Linked DNA regions of Mus musculus: region 1 is linked to region 2. The links are chromatin contacts, called in public promoter capture Hi-C maps. All regions are on one chromosome and are shown on one strand. The core of a region is the stretch at or near the end of the contact, and the rest is flanking DNA. Distances in the headings are between cores, read along the strand shown.

Region 1 (3,624 bases), core at 1,097-3,596, 220 kb before region 2:
CGTTCACCTCTTGGCCTCTTTAAGTTCTCTGTGGCTCTAATAATTTAAAAACAGATAAATAAAAAAGATGTGTAGCTTTATAATAGGAATATAAGGATATATCTGTATGTGCTTATATGTGTGCTTGTATATATATGTGCAGGTGGAAGGCAGGGAATCCATATTAGATGTCTTCATCTGTTGATTTTCACTATAACTTTTTTTTTTTTTTTACAATTTCATACATGTATATAATGCATGCTGCTTATTCTCCTACCTTGAATATTTGTCAGAACTCTCCGCCTCTCCTTACTTTTTGAGGCAGGGTCTTACTGAACCTGGGACTTAGCAGTTTGGCTGAGTAGCTGGCCAGAAAACTTTGGGGATCTGACTGTTGTTTCCACCTCCTTCCCCACCCCCAGCACTTCATGCTTGTTTCTAGAAGAATTACTTTCTGTATTTGGCCGGGGCACTTTGCGGGGCGATAGCACCTGAAAGCTTTAATGGCATACTTGTTTAGAGTCTGCACAATTATGCTGCTGTGGGCTCCATGGCCCACTTTTGTTCTTGTGAGGTCTAGACTCTTAAGGTGGGTTTTGACCCTTCAGGAGCTGTGTATTTTCAGCCACATCTGATATTCTAGGTGATCATCTTTTGTTTTCTGTGCACAGATGATTGTGGATTCTGCTGTGGGATTAGAAGCCACGTCTGTTGTGATCGGAAAACTCCAGGAATAGCGGCCGAGATGGATGAACAGGCTCTTTTAGGGTTAAATCCAAATGCCGATTCAGACTTTAGACAGAGGGTAAGTCAGTCAATGTAACTATTTTGAAAAGCATGCAACCATAAACACGTGTCAGAGGATTTAGACAGCAAACACATCTGATGATAGAGGTATAATTTGAGTAAACATTAATAAAACCAAACATATTTGAGGCATGTTCTGAATATTGAAACATCGAGTGTTCTGATTGATTTTTGTTAGATTGGCTGAGCCAGGATCCTGAAACCTGACCCGTTAAGGCAGGACTTTGTGCAACATGGGACGTTGCTAATTGTTGCAACGTTGTAACACAGTTACAGAGACAGAGAACTTTGTAGTAGGCAGTATATGTTTTACCCTGTGGTTGCTTACCTTGCACTGCAAGTTGCTTAAGTCTGAAGTTGGTGACAGTGAGCCTCCTTACTAGTCTCTGCAGACTGGAAATAAGCAGTTCCCGTATGCCACACCTTAAGTTATATAAAACAATTTTGTGATGAGAAATCCATTAGGAGATGCTGGTATATTTGGATAAATGTAAACAATTAAACCCACTGTCATGCAGAAGTCTACTAAGTACTGTAGCTGAGTGATAAAAGAAGACGCTAGAAGAACAACAAGCCTTTAATTAATGTTTAAAGACGTGAGCGTTCTGAAGTTTAGGATCAAAGGAAGGAGGGTTATTCTTGTAGCAAAGGAGAGAGAGTACTTGTTATAAATGAGCCAGAGTTAACAATCTCACTATGTATTAGAGCCATATTTGTTTGGCTTTTATGTGGTTTAAAAGACAAAACAAAACTTCCCAAGCAGTTTCTGATACAATACACACCTCTGCTGATTAGAAGGAACTCCCCCTCCAAATACAGCAACTAATAGAAATCTAGGTGTAGGCACATCAAAAACCTAGCAGTCAAAACCAGGTAGTGTTGGTGCACGCCTTTAATCCCAGCTTTGGGAGGCAGAAGCAGGCAGATCTCTGAGTTCAAGGCCAGCCTGGTCTACAACAGGATAGCCTGGTCTCAAAAAACAAACACCCTAGAAGTCCAGGCTTTTTGTATATTAATGGTTTTATTTTCATAGGGACTTAAACCACCTGCTTTGAAAGTAGCTGAAGTATTGCAGTCTTGACCTCAGTCTGCTTTGGTGTTGCAGGCTGATTATAATTAAAAGTTTTATGCGTGTCCGATGATTTGGGGCTTTTGTTTTTATAGTGCTGGGAATTGAACCTCGGCAAGGGCTCTACCACTGAGCTTTATGCTCTTGTTGTTATCCTGATTTGGTTTGGGGTTTTTGTTTCCGCTTCAACTCTGGGGTTCCAGGGATTCTTTTCTTTTCCCAGCCTACCTTGCAAACAGGGTTCAGTTTGTTTGAGGTGTAATCTTGCTGTGTTACCTAGACTGTGTGGCCTGGCGCTCTCCACGTAGCTCAGGCTCACCTTGAACTCCCAGCACTCCCCCTGCTTCAGCTTCCCGACTGCTGGGATTACCACCGTATTCTACCCGCTTTGCTTTTAGGAAATTCGCTTAAGGATGACTGCCTGTGGCATGCTTGTGGAGGTCAAAGGCGACTTTGTGGAGAAGAGTCGCTCCTCCCTCTGATGTGGGTTCTGGGATCACTCTGAGTCACTCACGGAGCGCTTAGTACCTGCTGAGCAATCTCCCCGGCCCTTTCCTCTGCTCTCATTAGTGTTTGTTGGGCCGGTTGTGGGGCGGGGGGGGGGGGGGAGCAGTGTGTGTGTGTGTGTGTTTCATGTATTTATTTGGTGGGGAGAGAGCATTGTGAGCCTTGTCTTGGGGTTTTCATTGCTGTGCACAGACACCATGACCAAGAACTCTTATAAAGGCAACATTTAACTGGGACTGGCTTACAGGTTCAGGGATTCAGTCCATTATCATCAAGGCAGGAACATGGCAGCATCCAGGCAGGCATGGTGCAGGAGGAGCTGAGAGTTGTACATCTTCATCTGAAGGCTGCTAGCAGAAGACTCGATTCCAGGCAGCTAGGATGAGGGTCTTAAAGCCCACACCCACAGTGACACACCTACTCCAACAAGGCCACACCTCCTAATAGTGCCTCTCCCTGGGCCACGCACACACAAACCCTGACAAGCTGCAGAAGTGTTCCTCCCTCCCCTGCCCTGCCAGGTGGGCTCTAGGAGCCAGAGTTTACCCCCTGAACCATCTTGCTAGCTCTGTTTTGTTTTGTTTTGTTTTGAGACAGTCTCATATAGGCCAAGCTAGCCTGGAATAAGCCATTGTCATTGAGGATGGCTCGGCTGTTCTGATGTCCCCACCTCATCCTCCCAGGCTCTGGAATTGCAGGCATGCCCCACCGGATCTAGACTTCCTCTTTGGTGATTTGGTTGGTTGGTTGAGACAGAAGCTGACACCACAGTCCAGGCTGGCCTCCAGGTTTCGGCAGACCTACTATGGTCATTCCTTGAATTGGCTGTAGGCTTGGCTCACCGGGCCTGGTTCTTAACCCTATTTATTTTTAATGCATTCTTTTTTTAATCCTGTTAATTTTTAAGTTCCAATATTGAACGTTTTAAAAGTTAGTTACTTGTGTGTGCTGTGGTGAGGGTGGGGCCACCAGGGCCATGGTGCTCGGATGGAGTCTGTTCTTTATCTTCCGCCGTCGTCCTTGCGTTCCGGTGGCTGAGCTCAGGTCCTTTTCCCTGGTGAGCCATTTTACCAGCTCTGTCCAACAGAGTTTTAACAAATACACCTCGGTGTTCTTTTCCAGAAAAAAAAAAAAAAACAAAACGCTGATCTATTAGTGTTTTATTTTTGTTCTGTAGTATGGAATAGAGTTTATTTAGGGAATGAGAGGGAGTTGAGGGACTGAAGACAGAGAAAGGCAGAGAGGGGGAGAGAAGGAGGGAG
Region 2 (3,506 bases), core at 265-2,764:
AGGACTGAAGGGGTCATGCAGTGTTTTGGAGATGCCAGTACCATGAGATGACCACCAAGAGCAGCAGCAGCAGTGGAGTACAGGCATCTGGAGCCTAGAGGATGACGCGTGTGCTACAAAGGGCATGGCTGGAGAAGTGACCTAAGCCCTTGGAGGAGCCCAGAAGATCGTAAGTTGGATCCCAGAGATTGGACAGTTGTAGATTGATTTTTGCTTTTGATTGTGACTGTGCCCTGATATTTTCCCTCTTGAAGAAACTGTTTTAGTGGAGCCCACAGTTAAGAAACTTTTAATTGTAAAAAGACTTTGGATTTTAAAAGAGATGGATATTTTAAAGAGATTGAAATTTTAAGAATATGTAAAGACTGTGGGACTTTTAAAGTTATTTAGATCTTGGGGATGAATAAGAATGTAAGGGTTGAGGCTTACTAGTGATGTGTTTGTGTGTCAAGTTGACAAGGGGTCAATTGTACAGGCTAGTTTTGTGTCAACTTGACACAGCTGGAGTTATCACAGAGAAAGGAGCTTCAGTTGAGGAAATGCCTCCATGAGATCCAACTGTAAGGCATTTTCTCAGTTAGTAATCAAGGGGGAAAGGCCCCTTGTGGGTGGGACCATCTCTGGGCTGGTAGTCTTGGGTTCTATAAGAGAGCAGGCTGAGCAAGCCAGGTGAGGCAAGCCAGTAAAGAACATCCCTCCATGGCTTCTGCATCAGCTCCTGCTTCCTGACCTGCTTGAGTTCCAGTCCTGACTTCCTTTGGTGATGAACAGCAGTATGGAAGTGTAAGCCAAATAAACCCTTTCCTCCCCAACTTGATTCTTGGTCCTGATGTTTGTGCAGGAATAGAAACCCTGACTAAGACAGGGAGTCACCACAATGAGAGGAACTGTATGAAAGGGTCGCAGTGTTAGGAGGGCTGAGAGCCACCGATTTAGGGGCTAATCCTGAAATACAGGGCAGGAACTGTCCTGCTTTTCCTTTAAGGTCTGTTGCCTGGGAGGAGTGGGCAGGGCAGGGCAGGGGACCATTCATTCCTAGTGTTCCTCTTGTAATTGGTCAGAAAATTCCTAGAACAACCAGGAAAGGAAGGCAAGCCACCCAAAGCTGCAGTGGGCTGAGCCGCTCAGCCAGTCCCGAGACAGGCACCATCCTTAGCAAAGGACCGAAAAATTTCGAGTTCTCCCTGTGCTGACTTCCGACGTGAACCGCAACTTGCTTAATTTGGTGTTCTAGAAAGAATCTCTGCTAAAGAGTCAAGGGTGGAGAGGAAGGCCCGGTGAGAGCCTGGAGGGCGGGCCAGCTATGGAGCTGGCTCACCTGGTCGTCTGCACGGTGGGGTTAGGCTCTGGCTTGGTCTCTGGTCTGGTTTCCTCTGGTTTTGCTTTGCTTTTTGGGGAACCACTCCCAGTCGGTCTGTCATAGGTGATAAGATTGAGAAGCAGTTTGTGCTGTAAAGCTCTGGTTTCTGAGAGAAAATCCTTCGAAGACTTCAACGAGGGAGCTCTTTTTAGACAAGGCAGACCTCTGCACCAGTGCAGAGACTCCGCCATCTTAACATCCTGCCAGCCCCATACCTTGGCACCGAGCTCCCCGAAGCTCCTGTCTTTGTTTCTGAGGCAGGTGAGATGGGACTTAGAAATGTTTATTCACACAGCAGCACAGGACTCTAAATTTTTAAGGGATTATCTTTGTTCTGGGGAGGGAATTACTTTAGCCAATCAAGTTTGTGATAACTTTATTAGTTTGTTTTGTTTTGTCTTTTGAGACAGTTTCTACATATTCCAGGCTGTCCTGGAACTCACTCTGTAGACCAGGCTGGCCTTGAACTCAGAAATCCGCCTGCCTCTGCCTCCCAAGTGCTGGGATTAATTAAAGGCGTGCGCCACCACCACCCGGCCCGGCTTTTTCTTTTTCTTTTTTTCTTCTTTTTTCTTTCTTTCTTTCTTCCTTTCTTTCTTTCTTTCTTTCTTTCTTTCTTTTTTTTTTTTTTAAAGATTTTATTTTCTATATATGACGAGTACACTGTAGCTGTCTTCAGACACACCAGAAGAGGCCATCAGATCCCATAACAGATGGTCGTGAGCCACCATGTGGTTGCTGGGAACTGAACTCAGGACCTCTGGAAGAGCAGTCAGTGCTCTTAACCACTGAGCCATCTCTCCAGTCCTTAAAATGAAACTTTTAAAAAGAGCTAACACAAGGTAACACTTGCAGGGTGTGGGGTGCAAGCTGGTGATTTATATTTCGTTGCAATCCACCCATTTTGTCTCTCTTCCGGCATTCTCTGTCACCTTCAATTTTGACTTAAGAGAATTTTTTATCTTAGCCAGACATGGTTGTGGAGGCCAAGCAAGGTGTGCGAGCCAGAGGGAACTGGATCTGTGGCGTGGCCACTGCCAAGTGTCTTGTTTGTATTTTAAAAGTTGATTCTTACAGAAGGAAATTGATTTAAACACAGAACACTCACAACTGTAGGGTGATTGGCCTTCCGCTGTATTCGCCAGAGAGGCAGTAACAAAACTTAGATTCAAGGTACCTGGAGCAGTGGGGCCGCCGGGCTCTCCGGTCTTTTCATGGCCAAGGTGATGCTAATGCTGAGTGATCCAGACCACAGCTGGAGGCCTCAATCTTTGTTTTTTGCCAATCTTTGTTTCCATGCCTGTAAACTCTCACCCCCTCCCTAAGCGAGAGTGTGGAAGCTTACCTTTATTACCCCAGCACCCCTGAGGTGGGGGGGGGACGGGGGACGGACGGGGAGGGGGGGAGGGGGGAGGGGGGTGGGGGGGAAGGGGCAGGGGCAGGATGGGGCGGAGCCTGGGGAATGTAGCTTCAAGGCTAGCCTGGGCTCCATAGTGAAGTCCTTCCTGTCTGAATGGCTCTCAGGGATTGTCACAAGAACAAAACCAGGTTGGTTCCCTCAGTTGGTTATTTCCTTGAAGCCAGGCATTATTTTCGGGGGGGGGGGGGGAGCTTTGCATCTCTCCTAGCAGGGGGGACTTCCCAAAGGTGTGACAACAGCTTCCTGGGCAGCTTGTCCTCCTCAGACACACACAGTTGCAGCTTATGGCCTGTGTGACTGTGGCTTTTGCCCCAGCTGAGCTCTGCCTGGGCAGCACTTTGGGGCATTGTAGGGAGGACGCAGGAAGCCAGGATCGTAGACGGGAAGCTTCTCTGTTCTCGTTCTGTGAGAGGGCTCGCCGTGGCCTTGTGGGCTTCATGTGCAAGCATCTGGGAGAGTGCAGTAGAAGACTGAGGCAGCCTTGGGAGGTGACACAGCCTTAGTCGACACTCATTCCAGCTCCCTAGGAAGCAACCAAGGTGTCACACTGACCGGAGTCCATATGCGGGAGATGCCAGAGCTGGGAAGCAAGGCCACACAGCTTAAGTCGTAGGGGCGTGGGCAGAATAGAATCACCATGTGTCGGAGCTGCTGCCATCTCGGCTCGCAGAGGAGGCCAGGGCAGTGCCAACAGGTGCTCCTGCCTTGGGTCAGAGGCTTTTGGAA

The links. Promoter capture Hi-C pulls out the DNA fragments that hold promoters and counts their contacts.
Region 1: a promoter capture Hi-C map of embryonic stem cells shows a contact between it and region 2. The contact joins two enhancer-like sites. A contact is called at or near these places in 6 of 39 promoter capture datasets (the C10 cell line, cranial neural crest, embryonic stem cells and 3 more), 2 of 484 Hi-C or Micro-C datasets (nephron progenitors and pre-B cells), 1 of 115 datasets of contacts at active chromatin or transcription factors (thymic regulatory T cells) and 3 of 9 other capture datasets (adipose tissue, liver and pancreatic islet).

What each region holds. Positions count from the first base shown.
Region 1 is chr10:121,620,018-121,623,641 of GRCm38.p6, reverse strand. It overlaps Xpot (exportin, tRNA (nuclear export receptor for tRNAs)), which reads left to right. Exons shown (of 25, transcript NM_001081056.2): 2 at 651-784. The coding sequence starts at 725. Among named protein-coding and RNA genes, the nearest start is that of Xpot, 4.5 kb to the left of the region's middle. Within about 2 kb of position 2,346, at least 18 of the 459 cell types and tissues checked have an H3K27ac peak or open chromatin away from gene starts, as enhancers often do. A contact at or near this core is called in embryonic stem cells, where this site is marked.
Region 2 is chr10:121,403,244-121,406,749 of GRCm38.p6, reverse strand. No RefSeq gene overlaps it. Among named protein-coding and RNA genes, the nearest start is that of Gns, 40 kb to the right of the region's middle. Within about 2 kb of position 1,514, at least 5 of the 459 cell types and tissues checked have an H3K27ac peak or open chromatin away from gene starts, as enhancers often do. A contact at or near this core is called in embryonic stem cells, where this site is marked.